2 separate regions of the Mus musculus genome follow, and region 1 is linked to region 2. The links are chromatin contacts, called in public promoter capture Hi-C maps. All regions are on one chromosome and are shown on one strand. The core of a region is the stretch at or near the end of the contact, and the rest is flanking DNA. Distances in the headings are between cores, read along the strand shown. Region 1 holds the start of Lamp5 (lysosomal-associated membrane protein family, member 5). Region 2 overlaps Plcb1 (phospholipase C, beta 1).

Region 1 (6,374 bases), core at 2,585-5,084, 620 kb before region 2:
GAGGGGGAGAGAGAAGAAAGAGAGAAGGAGGAGGAAGATGAGAAGGAGGAGCTGCACAAGAGAATCTGCCCCTCCTTTTTTTTTTCAGGGAAATTTTACCTTCTGAATTCTCAAATGCTTTGGGAGAAATTACTCAAGGATGGTGGACTCTCAGTTAGAGGTGAGAGCAAGCTTTGTGGAGGTAAAGCAGGATAGCTTGGGAAATGGTAGGTCCGTCAGATGATCCTCCAATCTGAACAGTTAAATAATTCATTGCATTCGCTCGGTAATCCCCAACCCCATGGAAAGTACAAATAAAGAAATTAGAATCTGCCTATGAGAATCAGAATATCAAATTGCCTTTAAATAATTTCTCCTATACAAGTGAGTAAGAGAATAAAGAGGCAAAGGGTTGGGACAGGGATGGGTATTTCAGAAACCTTATAACGTCTACATCTTGTGAAAACTGCTGAGAAGAAACAAAGGTAACACCATCCCGGGAGGGAGGCCAGTAAGCCCCTCTTTTCAGCCCTCTTTAAATCCTCCTTTCCCTTTCCTACCGCCAGCCTAACCTACCTTCACTGAAGACAAAGTCAGAGATGATATCAAAGGGCTGGATGTGCACTGCGGACAGGATCATGGTGACAGTCTTCTGAGGGTCACTGGAGGCCAGAGAAATGGTCTGCTGAGCCTGACACTCATAGGACATCCCAGCTGGGGTGACCAAGGCAGAGAGGTGATGAGAGCTGGCGATGTACTTATTAACTGCGGGAGAAGCAAGGCAGCAGTTAGGATGGATGCATACTCATTGCTGCTAACTTAGGCAGAGCTCTCTGCTTAGCTCAGAACCTATGCCTCCTATTGGTGCTGCAATCCCAGGACTGGAGCTCCAAGAAAGATAGGACCAAGTTCTTCACTGTCCCTGAGCCTATCTCATTAGATATTAGTTTGGAATTCCATTGTGGAAGCACTGTGCTGCCTGAAAACAGGACCCTTTGACTAAGGCCTCCATCAGTGGTTCCAAAAACACACCAATGACCTAGGTCTCCATGGTTCCCATCCCATGTTTTCTCTTCTTCTGGCTCAAGTTTGCTGTTCTTTTAGAATCAATCGCAGGGACTAAGTGATGGAAGGTCTCTCTGCAAGTGACACAGTGAATTTTGCTTTTGTTTTAAAAAATACATTTAAATATATCTCTGGTCTTTAATAATGCTCACAGATAGGAAGGAACATTGTTATTTCAGGTGTGGGTATTTTGGGTGTTCTCTCTGGGATGGTTTTAGAAGGCCTGAGTGAGAATGGGCAGGAAACGCTAATGAATTAAGATACAAAACCTGCCCTGTGGTGGTTGCAATTAAAACTCCAGAGCTACACCCCTGTGCACAGGGTGAAGCTGCAGGCCACCCAAGCCTGTCACAGTGTCCGCTTGCATTTCTGAGGATTTGCTTGTTTTATTTAATACAGGAGAGCAGATCAATCTGCGATGCAGAAAAAAAAAAACATAATAGCGAAACTCATTGGAGCCTCTTCTAGAGAAAATTCATATTTCAGCTTGAGTCTGAAGGATCTTTGATCTAGGCTTTCCTGAGAACACACAGAGGTTCTCCTGCCTCTTTGACCCTGGAGAGCAAGCAGTCCCAGGTTTGCCTATCCTCAGAACAAAAATCCCAGAGTTGCTTCCAAGATCCAGAGACAGGATGAGTGTTTCTGGTTTGCTCTTGCTCCTGTGACCCCCTGAACTACTCACCCTTCACAGGGGCTTTAAAGTGAGTCTTCTCCGAGGAATCATAGACAAAATGCACCTTGTTCAGATTCCAAGTCGCCTCTGGTCCTTTGGAAGTGTTGTGACTTTCCTGCCAAGATGGGGAGGGTCCTGTGAACCCCTCTAATTGCTTTAAGATGGGCAACCCCTGAGGCCACTGTGCGCACACCCATGCGGGACTTCACCATCCCTCTACCTCCCCGCATCGAATTACCTTTACAAAGAGCATTCTGAGTGTGTAGGCGTGATCTACCCAGAACACCTCCAGCTCCGACTCGTTGTGGCCACAGTGGCCCTTCACCTCAGCTCCCCGGGTCAAGGAGATCTCAGCCTGTTCTGTGATCAGCTGGGAACACACACGCCCCGCGCCCCCTCAGCGCGCCGGGCCCTGGCGCGGACCGGGAAGGGATGCGCGTCCAAACTCTAGCTTGCAGGTTTGGGCGCTCCTGTGCCCGCGCGCTCCGGGGTCCAGGAACATGCGGGTAGACTCTTACGTGCACACCCCTCCAGGAGGGGAGCAGAGAGGGGGGTTTACTTTTAAAGCAGGCAGGGCGAGCAGAAGGCGTTGCAAGCCGGAACCCCCATGCAGCATTCGGGAACAGCCTGCGGGGGGTTTGGGGGGGAAGAGGCGGGCGACTGAGGTCTTGGCAGGGCCTGGAGGGAGGGTGCCCTTCGGCCCTGCCGCCCCTAGGAGCAAGCTGGGGAGGAAAAAGATTCCTTACATCCACATAATTGCTGGCCCACACATCATAAGGTACAATAAATTTGGCTGCAAACTCTGCCATGAGACACGTCGTCCCATTTTCCCGCACCACAAATATGTCTTTCTCGGGGTTCGTGGAAAGGCCCGAAAGATTTTCCACTTCTTGTTCTGCCACGGTTTGGACCATTACATCTGCGGAACAAGGAAAGCAATTTCATTGCTCTCGGGCTCAACTAGCCCTCTGCTTTAGGACACCTGAGCTGGTTCTCTGCAGGCTTTGGAGAGGCAAAGTTCCCTGCTCGAAGCAGTGTGCTCCGCAAGCCATTTCTCTAGTCTACCGCCACCAAACTCATATTTACTGCTGATAATTTATAATGAAAACAGAAGCTAAAATAAAATTAAATTCTTATTTGCAATACGACTAGGCTTTAACACACACACTTACACACATACACACATACACACAGACACCCTGGGGGTTTAGGGAGCGCGGTTAAAGCTAAATCTTTCTTGGCAGTGCTATGCCCCACCATCACAGCCATGAGTTCGGCGTGTCTAGCGCTCTGTCTGGGAGATGCCATACAGGTGTGTGGCTCTCTGGGAGTTCTCTGATATGGATGGGTCATAACACTCACCAGCCCCAAATAACCACAAGCATAAAGACCTAGTACAACAGAGTGAAATCAGAGGGCTTTATTCGGTGTATTAGATTCTCTGCTGCAGAGTGCATTCAGTACCCCTGGTCCCCAGACGCTACTCACGGAAGAACATTAGGAGAATCCGAAGTCTGTCTCCACCAAGAAGGGTTCTTACTCGGAGATCCATGCTGTTGCCGCGAACCAGGCAGATGTGTTTCTGCTGCAAAGGCCGCCCCGGGAGGAAATCCCTCAAAGTGGCCGGTAGAGTGAGCTAAGGGAGGGGGCGGACTGGGAGGAGGGAGCGCGCGGGATAGTCGCGTGCTGCACTGGGTGCTATGGCTCTCCCGCCGCACACTGCAGAGGAAGCACCCAGGATGCAGGAGCTGTCCACGCTGAGAGTTCTGGAAATAACGAGGTTGTGTTTCAGGACTTGTAATTTGGCTTGTCTAGAAGGCCAATGGGATTGGGGTGGTGTGGGGGAGGAAATTTCTCCCTGGGTCTGTATACTGCTCTGCAATGGTATCTGCAAAGATGACTCTGTCCTAGGAAACTTAATGCCACCCTCGGACTTGCTAAACCCTCCCACCAGGTACAGCCAGTATGTACTGTAGATATAACACCACCGGAGCTCCGAATTCTGCTCTTGAAACAAACCAATAGATTTGTTTCAGATTGTTCATTCTTTGGAGAAGGAAGGTAGGCAGGAACAGAGAAGGAAAATGCTATGGCAACAGTTTCCGGCTTTCAGAGACATCTGTACCCACTCAAGAGCTGCTGAGTATAAGGTTAAAATGATATCTCCTCAAAGGGGGTGGGGGGGTCCAGGCCATGCCGCATATCCTTTGGGACCCAGTGACCAGTGAGATCTATCTCTGAGGGCATGTGGCCTGAGCTAGCCCCATGCAGTAAGCTGTGATCACTCTGTTAAGAGGGTTGCAAATAAACCTAAATCTTGGGAGCAGACAGGGTTATCTGGGGTCTCATAGGACAGAAATTTTAGAACTATGGTGTAAGTAAAGACCTATAGTTATGTAATGAAAACAGGCTGGTATTACGCTAAAGCTTCTGGGGAGCAGAAAGACAAACATCGCTAGATAATTCCTGTATTTGCATTTTGGTAGTTCGCTGATTTTTTTCTTTTTAATTCTTGCTCTAATAAATCAGAATGAACCTTTTTTGGGGGAATAGTCATGGTGCTCTAATTAATTGTAATGATGTCCAAATATTTCTTTTATTAGAGAATATTGCACTAGGTCAATAAATAATAATCGCCTTAAACATAATGACATAGCCAATGTCGTGTTAAAGGACAAACTGCAAAGCATTTTACCTATGTTGTCAGTTTGAATCTCTCCATGACTTTAGAAGCTGAGCAAATGAAAATAGAGGTTATTGTTATTGTTATACCTCCCCCAAAGTGAGACATTGAGAAATTCAATGACCTTCCCAAAGTCATATGGCCAGTTTGAATTAAAATAGAAAAAAAATCACGTGTTTTACATTTACAAGGATCGTAATCATTTCTCTTTATATAACACTTTCATTCTAAAACTTAGCATATTATGACCGCCACTACAATTTTTTATTAAATGATAAATGAACTGAAACCTAAAAATATTAATAATTCACACTTTTACATCTATAAAGTGCCAATTTAAGAACTGATATGCTCTAACATAGTATTTGCTTCAAATTGCCAATATAATTCTGTGTATTTAATTTTTCAAAAAAATCCTTCTATCAAAAATTAGATCAATAGCAACTCAAATTGTAAAGTATTACAATTAATACTTGTAGCACTATATTAATTAATACTGAAGCACTATATCTTTTGATATATATCTGCATTTTGGAATTTCATCAAAAATGGCAACAATCTTGTGAAAGTGATTATATATACAAAATGGAGGCAAATTGTTATTCATATAATTTCAATTCTTATTACATATATAAAACATATATCATCTGTTAACAATTATGAAACACTTATTTTTTCTGAGATACTGTAAGACTTATAAAGCAAGAACACATTCATCCTTGTTTTTATTTGTCTTCCTGTCTGTCTGTCTGTCTGTCTGTCTGTCTGTCTCTCTTTGTGTCTTTCTACCTGTGTCTCTCTCTCTCTGTGTGATGTAGGATTACAACCTTCTGCAGGATGTAATTTCTCTTATTTAAAAATATTGCTGTAATATTTAAGGCAGTGTTTCTCAACCTTTTTAAATACTGTGACCCTTTAATACAGTTACTCACGTTGTGGTGACCCCCAACTATACAATTATTTTTGTTGTTTCTTCATGGCTGTAATTTTGCCACGGGTATGAATCATAATATAAATAGCTGGGTTTTCTGTTTGTGTCAGGTGATCCCTGTGAAAGGATTATCTGACCCTAAAAGGGGTCCTGACCCACAGGTTGAGAACCACTGATTTAAAGGATGTGTGGTTAGGTCAGTTAAGTCACTGAATTTAAAAATATTCAAAATCAAATACAGAATGAAGCCATCCATAAACTTTAACTGAGTACCAACCACTTGTATTGAATATAGTGAAATAAACAATAGCATTATAGAAGCAGAAGAATTGCCTGTCAAAGACTATAGTGCTTCCCTTCATGGTGCATTATTGCAGATATCATAACCTTATGAGATGATGAAAGATCAACTAAATTCATTCATGATGGTCGGTTTTCATAAGAACAGTAGATGGGAAGTAGTCTTGACCAATGATTTTAACTGTTCACCATGATTTGTATAATGGCAGTTCTTTGACAGTTATTTCTTTCCATTCCTTTCCATTCCTGATAGAAATGATTCTTTGTTGACACCAAAGAGTATTTGAGCAAGTTGAAAGGGAAAAATGGGAGGAGCAGAACAATCAATACTCTCTCTCTCTCTCTCTCTCTCTCTCTCTCTCTCTCTCTCTGTGTGTGTGTGTGTGTGTGTGTCTGTGTGTGTGTATGCATGCATGCGCACATGCACACTTACTCTTAAATAGAGTTTACATGTATATCTCTTAAGTCATTCAACTTATCACCAATGACTCCTTGGAATAATAACTAGATTATTAAATCTGCAACTTGCATCTATATTTAATTTAACAACTGTCTAATCATCGTGAAGAAGATATAGTTAGGTCTTTACAGTAAACAAAAAAGTGATGACAGAGAATTTAGCAATAAACCATACTCGGAGATATAGACAAATGTGGCTGGAAAGATGGCTCAGTGGTTAAGAGTGTTGGCTGCCCTTCTAGAGGACCCAGTTCAATTACCAGCACAAACATCTATGACTCCTC
Region 2 (6,561 bases), core at 987-3,486:
GCTAGTCCTAGTTTGGGGCTATTGTAACTACTGCAACTCCAAAAGCTCTAGAATGGCTTTGAAGAGTATATGTGCACATTTCAAAGTGAAAATTGTGTAAAGGTTATATATAATATCTATCAGTATACTTTACTATACACTATCATACTTTAGTACAGTACTTCTAATGTTATAGGATGCCATTTGATTCAACTGAAGCAACACACACACACACACACACACACATACATACACACACACACACACACACACACACACACCTTAAAACTCAATATCCCAAACTATATAATGTTATAGAAAGACATGTACATGTGATATAGAAAACCTATGTGAACTTAAAAAGTATAAAAATTGTACAAACAAGATTCAAATTCCTGGTAACCTTGGAAGGTTGAAAGTGGAAAAAGACAGAAAGGAGAAGAAAGGGAGAGGAGAGGAGAGGAGAGGAGAGGAGAGGAGAGGAGAGGAGAGGAGAGGAGAGGAGAGGAGAGGAGAGGAGAGGAGAGGAGGAGAGGAGAGGAGTGGAGAGGAGAAGGGAAGGGAGGGGAGGGGAGGGGAGGGGAGGAGAGGAGAGGAGAGGAGAGGAGAAGGGAGGGGAGGGGAGGGGAGGGGAGGGGAGGAGAGAGGAGAGATTTGTGTTGTAAATTTTTACAGGAAAATAATATATTAGAAATATACTAATAGGATCTTTCATGAGACATCAAGAAGGGAAAGTTGTAAACAAAGAATGTTTTCCAATTCTTAAAATGTAGCATAGGGCTACCTACTACATGCAGTTCAGAGTTAGAACTGGGTGTGGTGGGGCAGGCCTATCACCTGACCTCAGGAGGTAAGGGTGGAGAATGAGAGAGGAGGAAGGAAGGTCACTCTCAATTCCATTGAGAAGTTGAAGTCAGTCTGAGCTACATGTGGGCAGGAGACTGCCACCAAAACAAAACCAAAGAAGCAGAAAAATAGAACTAGTGAATTTTGAAAAGTCACTAGTCCATGTGGCAGATTCTACACTTGCCAGGAATGTGATGCATTGCATTATTTTGCTGGGACCTTGGACATGGAGGTGGTGGTCGTTTGGGGTAGGGTCTATGGCAGCTAAGTCAACTTGACCTTGGAGACTTCCACCTCCAGCTGGTGTCAAGGGAGAACAAAAAATTAGGATGGAAATGCTGGCCTCTTTTTCTTATTTCTACCTCCTTACCAACAACATTGTTCAAAATACAGTCTCAACCCCATTTCTCTGGTAAGGCATCTTAGAACAGGGGTCGGGGGTGAGTGGGAGAGAACCTGTCAACATCTTAACTCCATTTTGTGATATTTGAGCCACTTCTCCATCCATATGCTCACAAACATTAAAGGGAGATTCCTGTATCAATTCTCCATTAGGTCACATCCCTTTTCCTTCAGGTGTTTTTCGCTACCTCCAACAAACTCTAAATGCACTGAGCACACATCATTTCAAATTTTCCCTATCCCTGTTATGTTATTTAAACTTTTCCTACATATCAATTAGTTGGAAATAATAAGTCTTTAGGCTATCCATTAATTGCTGCGCTGTAGACATGATCTGTATTTAAAATTATGCGAGGAAAATTAAGGTGAAGCACGAAGGAGGCTTGTCTAATGGAGAAGGCTTCCTAGCCCTTCAGAGCAGCAAAATGGGAGATACTGGGGCTGAGGTGGGGCTCCCCTCCTGGTTTCCTCTCATCTACTAGTGTGAGATCTGAAAACAGCCTGCCCCAGCTGTAGGCTCCTCTTCTTGCCTTTCAGTTTTTCATTTTGAATACTTACTGTATTTGGTCATGCTGCAGCAGAAGAAAATGATTGTCTGCCAAAGGCTCTTTTCTAGTGGAAATTTATTATAAATAGTTTAAAGGCAACGAGGCTTCATCATGAATTTCCCTCTTCTCCTCCCTCTCCCAAACACAACACATTTCTGGTCTGGAATCTTTCTGTAATCTTGGTTAAGTCTTGGGGAGGCTGGAAGGGGCTGAGCCATGGTAGAGCAGGGAGAGAAAAGAGATGTTACCAAGAGCCACCTCACCCACCAGTACTTTTATTTCAGTAAATGCTGCAGCTTTACTGGAAGATTCCTCGAGGGGAAAAAGTCAGGGAGCCCCTGCAGCTGGCACAGGGCCACTGGAGCTGTGACCATTTTATAAGAGTCTTTGCCTTTCTAATCACCAAGACTCCTGCTGTGCTGAGAAAAGTCCCACCCACTAGATCTATCTGATCTGGTCCCGCACCAGTGAGTGCCAGTGAGGATTGCAGAATGAGGATTAGAAAACCTGGGAAGTGAAAGGGAGAATGGGAAGAGTGTTTGGAAGAGGACCTTTTCCACAACTCACCCTGTCCTGGAAAGTTCAAGTTCAAACGTGTTGATTTTGCATTTGCATGCTCATCCGTTCGTTCGTTCTTGTTTTCTTTTTCTCTCAGGCTTCTTGTTTTGGCCTCCCCATGATTAATCATTTTGACTGTGGATCCTGAAAAGCCTGGCATAGTGGAGTCATTTTTGCCCTCTAGTGGGGAAATAATGTATTGAACTATTTCTCATGCTTTGTACTCCTGGCCAATACATGTTTAGATTCAGTCAGAGAAACAGGCTTTATCTTTCCTCTTCCCTACACTGTTTTTGAAAATCCTTAATAGGCATATGTTTTCATAGTTTCTCAAGTTGGAGTTGCTCTTTGGGTCCTTCCTATCCCGTCTTATTGGAAACGAGGTCTCACTATGTTGGCCAGGCTGATCTTAAACTCTGGATTTGAGAGATCTTTCCTGGTTCAGCATCTCTAGCCTTAGAGTCCTGAGCTACTTCCTGGGGGAGATGTTATCAAGTGTCTACTCACCTCACACAGGACATTGACACACTAGAGGAATGATTCTACCAAAGTCCTGCTTGGTGAGCCAATGAGTTCATGGAGGTTACTCTTTAGGACTGTGCGCAAAGGCCTTTTTTTTTTTTTTTTTTTTTTTTTTTTTTTTTTTTTTACAAGAATGTGCACAGCTCACCTGCTGCACATCACTGAAAACCCCGCACCAGCACGGGTGTCAAGGAAGTGCACTATGGACTAGTCCTTTCAAAACAGTTCATCTACTGTGTACTTTAGCTCTCACCTAAGACCACACAGCTGGTGACAGCAGGAGTTAACAGGTAGAGTTGCAGGCAAGGGTCTTATGGGAGACCTCTACAGCTTTCTCTGCTAGAGAGTATCAACAACTCCACTACCATTACTACAGACATAGCCACCCTGCATTGTTTGGCTTACTTTGTTGCCCTGGCGAGGCTGTACATTCTATACTTCTACTCAATTATGGCTCTTGGTCATATCGGGCAGGGGGAAACCACTCACTAAATAGTGTTTAACCCAGGTTATGACATGTAGACCCACTTATTCTAACTGTAACAAATTAGTGTTGAATGGACTGTTGGATCCCCATCATTGCCTGAATGAAATGTGTGTGTGTGTGTGTATGTGTGTATGTGTGTGTGTGTGTGTGTGTGTGTGTGTGTGTATGTGGTATGTGTGTTTGTTATGTTTGTTTTGTGTGTGTATATGTGTGGTATGTGTGTTTGGTGTATGTGTTTGGTATATGTGTGGTGTATATGGTGTGGTGTGTGTGTGGTGTGGTATAGTATGAGTTCTTGAGAAGTTTTCAAATACATGTTTTTCCTATTATCCTTAGAGGGACTTATTACTGGAGTATTTACATTCAAAATGTAGGTGACCTCCCTGGCTCTCAGCATCCCATCGGTTCTAGGAACTATTATCTTGTAGACTGACACAGTGAAACTTCTGACCACCAGACGATGGAAGTGATAAAAGCTCACTTCTATCATTCCTGGGCTCCCCAGGGCTGGATGGATGCGATTTTCTGTTTACTGTGTTTCTGATACCATTACAGTAGGTAGCCCTGGGGAGGCAGGAATGACTGTTATTATAGTAGAACAGGAACAGTGTGTAGAGAGAAATGAAATCAGAGCTCACACGGTGCTTGCAGATGTCTGATGATTACTGGAACTTTCATGCCTTTGGATGTGAAAGTGCTACTTCTCTCACCCAACTCATCTATCCTAGAAGGGGCACACTGGGGTGCCTGCTCACACATTTCTTATGTGACTAACCCTCTACTGATGACAAGGAAGTGGTAAGAACATATTTCCCAGGACTGCAAACTTAGCCGGAGAACACCAGCATATGGCCAGTTCTGTACTACTTCCTGGGATGGGGTCCTCAAGTCAGACCCAGAGAGATAATGTCACTGAGCATGGCCAGTGTTAGACTCACACTGCATACAGTTAACTGGCTTTCCTTAGCACTGTCTTGGAGGATTGCTTTATTATTGATAAAGAGGAGCTCTTTGTAATAATGAGAATTTCTTTTTTAATTAATTAATTTATTACTCCTATTTTTGAGATAATGTCTCAAGCAGTTCAAGCTGGCTTCAAATCTCTATATAGCTGAGGCTAAACATGAATTCCTGGTTTTCCTGTCTTCCAAGAGTTAGGATTATAGGAGATAACCACTATACTTGGCTCAACAGGGAGATTTCTTTCAAGGTCTATAATTAAGGGCTCAGAAATGATTGATCTTGCTGCTTTTGGGAGACCTAATCAGAAGATTTTCACTAATGACATTAGCCAGAATTTAGTAGTGACACTTCATAACCTCAATATGAATGAGATGACAGAATGAGTAAGAAGCAGCAAAGAAGCAGAAAGCATAAAGGATGGTGAACGAGGATGGATGCCCAGGGCTGTAACATCTGGTGGGTAGCATTAACTCTGGTGATGAAGGCAAACTATCAGGGTGTGAACCTACATAGCCCTGGAATTCCCATCAACTTAAAATCTAAGGCACTGTGGACTGGAGTCATATTGACTTGCTAGGCAAAGAGCATCCCACTGCCATCCAGAATAAGGCTCTTAGGGACCCAAGTTGGGATGATCACTCTGGGTTGTTTTGCAGCCTATTATAGATCCTGAAGAAATGACTACTTGTGTCTTAGTGTGGCCCACTGAAGAAAGGTTTATATAAGCAAATGCATAAATCATAACCCTAAGGATCTTTAAAATGCAGGATAGTAACAGTGATTAAACATGCCGAAAGAAACCAGGTGAGAAATTCGAGTCAAATGGTAATGGAGTTCACAGCCAGAGACCATGGGAACAGGGTAACTGTGGACAAATGGTGGATATGAGCCCCTTTACAGGGAAGTGGTAGGAACATAGACTAAGTGTGGTCTTCTTGTACTTCAAAAGAAGCAAGGAGTCAGGCAAGGTGGCACACGCCTTTAATCCCAGCACTCGGGAGGCAGAGGCAGGCGGATTTCTGAGTTCGAGGCCAGCCTGGTCTACAAAGTGAGTTCCAGGGCAGCCAGGGCTATACAGAGAAACCCAAAAAACAAAAACAAAACCACCACCACCAACAAAATAAAAGAAGCAAGGGACCTTTTATTTTGGTAAAGAAATCTTGTTTATCAAAAGAAAGGAAAAGTAAGGCGCAGTGTCATGCTGATATGTGCATTACACAGCTTGTGTTTAGGGCTCATTCCAAACAGTTCACCAGTTTGGAACTTATGACTTGCAGACTGGCTGGAATAGTCTTGTCAGTGTCAGGTTCCTGGAATATGCTGTGCCTCAACAATACCTTACAATGGGCGATTGATAACCCACAAATTCATTCCTATAGCTCCAGAGAATGGGAGGTTCTAGGTCAAGGATGCCAACAGAGTCAGTGTCTGGCAAGGGCTTCTCCCTACCTCCAGGGTGGTACCTCTTTCCATTGCCATCCATGGAGAAACGAAAACAAGGACAGGCTGCCTCAAGCCCTTACAAGGGCACTCATCTGCTCCTAAAGAGTTGGCACTGTTTCATTGTGGGTTACATTTCAACATGGACTTCAGAGGCTCAAAGACATTCAGAGTGCAGCAGGAGGGGAATTTATGTTTCTACTTCTCAGATCCTTAGGTTGAGAATTACTGATGCTTTTCCAGTCTTTTCCTGACCAAGTAAAGAAAATCTGGCCTTTCCCAATCTGGTATTCCCAAATGTGAATGCCTCTGGATGCTCCGGTAAACCTGTAATTCACAAGCAATATCGGCCCAGCTATATGTGTGGATATAGCCCTCCTGTATACTTGCTGAATGCAGTTCCTGGCTCTGACAGGAAAAATAATCAATGTGCCTACGGATAATTTCTAGTGCCGTGGTTTACAGTGAAATTAAAGGGGTCTACTTTGTCCATGACAGATATTTGGGGATTTTTGTAGTGCTATCCCCTTTGCTCCGGGAAAGGAAACCATGCTCAGAGTCACGGGGCTCCAGATTGAAAGCTGTGGCATTCGCACTTGGGAGGCCTTTAAAGACGCGATTTCAGGTTGGAGCTTACAGAATGGAATTGTAGGGTCAGCTTGCCTGTTAATTCTGGGGGTGGACAGCCATATGAGCTTGACCAGTGGTCAGTCCTTATACCTCTAACCTCTAGAGTAAAATGAGGATGGCAAGACAACCTTCCAGATGCTGTGGGTGATATCAGGAGAGAGTTCCTATGGACAGGTAGCAAGAGAA

What was found. Promoter capture Hi-C pulls out the DNA fragments that hold promoters and counts their contacts.
Region 1: a contact with region 2 is called in a promoter capture Hi-C map of embryonic stem cells, with 3 times the contacts expected there. The contact joins the promoter of Lamp5 here to the enhancer-like site in region 2. A contact is called at or near these places in 11 of 39 promoter capture datasets (the 3T3-L1 cell line, the HPC-7 cell line, embryonic stem cells and 6 more) and 2 of 9 other capture datasets (adipose tissue and macrophages).

Annotation. Positions count from the first base shown.
Region 1 is chr2:136,055,208-136,061,581 of GRCm38.p6, reverse strand. Lamp5 (lysosomal-associated membrane protein family, member 5) reads right to left here and starts at 3,834. Exons shown (of 6, transcript NM_029530.3): 1 at 3,206-3,834; 2 at 2,464-2,636; 3 at 1,956-2,087; 4 at 1,727-1,832; 5 at 556-744. The coding sequence starts at 3,269.
Region 2 is chr2:135,435,601-135,442,161 of GRCm38.p6, reverse strand. All of the region lies in intron 31 of Plcb1 (phospholipase C, beta 1), which reads right to left. Among named protein-coding and RNA genes, the nearest start is that of Gm31993, 100 kb to the left of the region's middle. Within about 2 kb of position 2,236, at least 73 of the 459 cell types and tissues checked have an H3K27ac peak or open chromatin away from gene starts, as enhancers often do. A contact at or near this core is called in adipose tissue and embryonic stem cells, where this site is marked.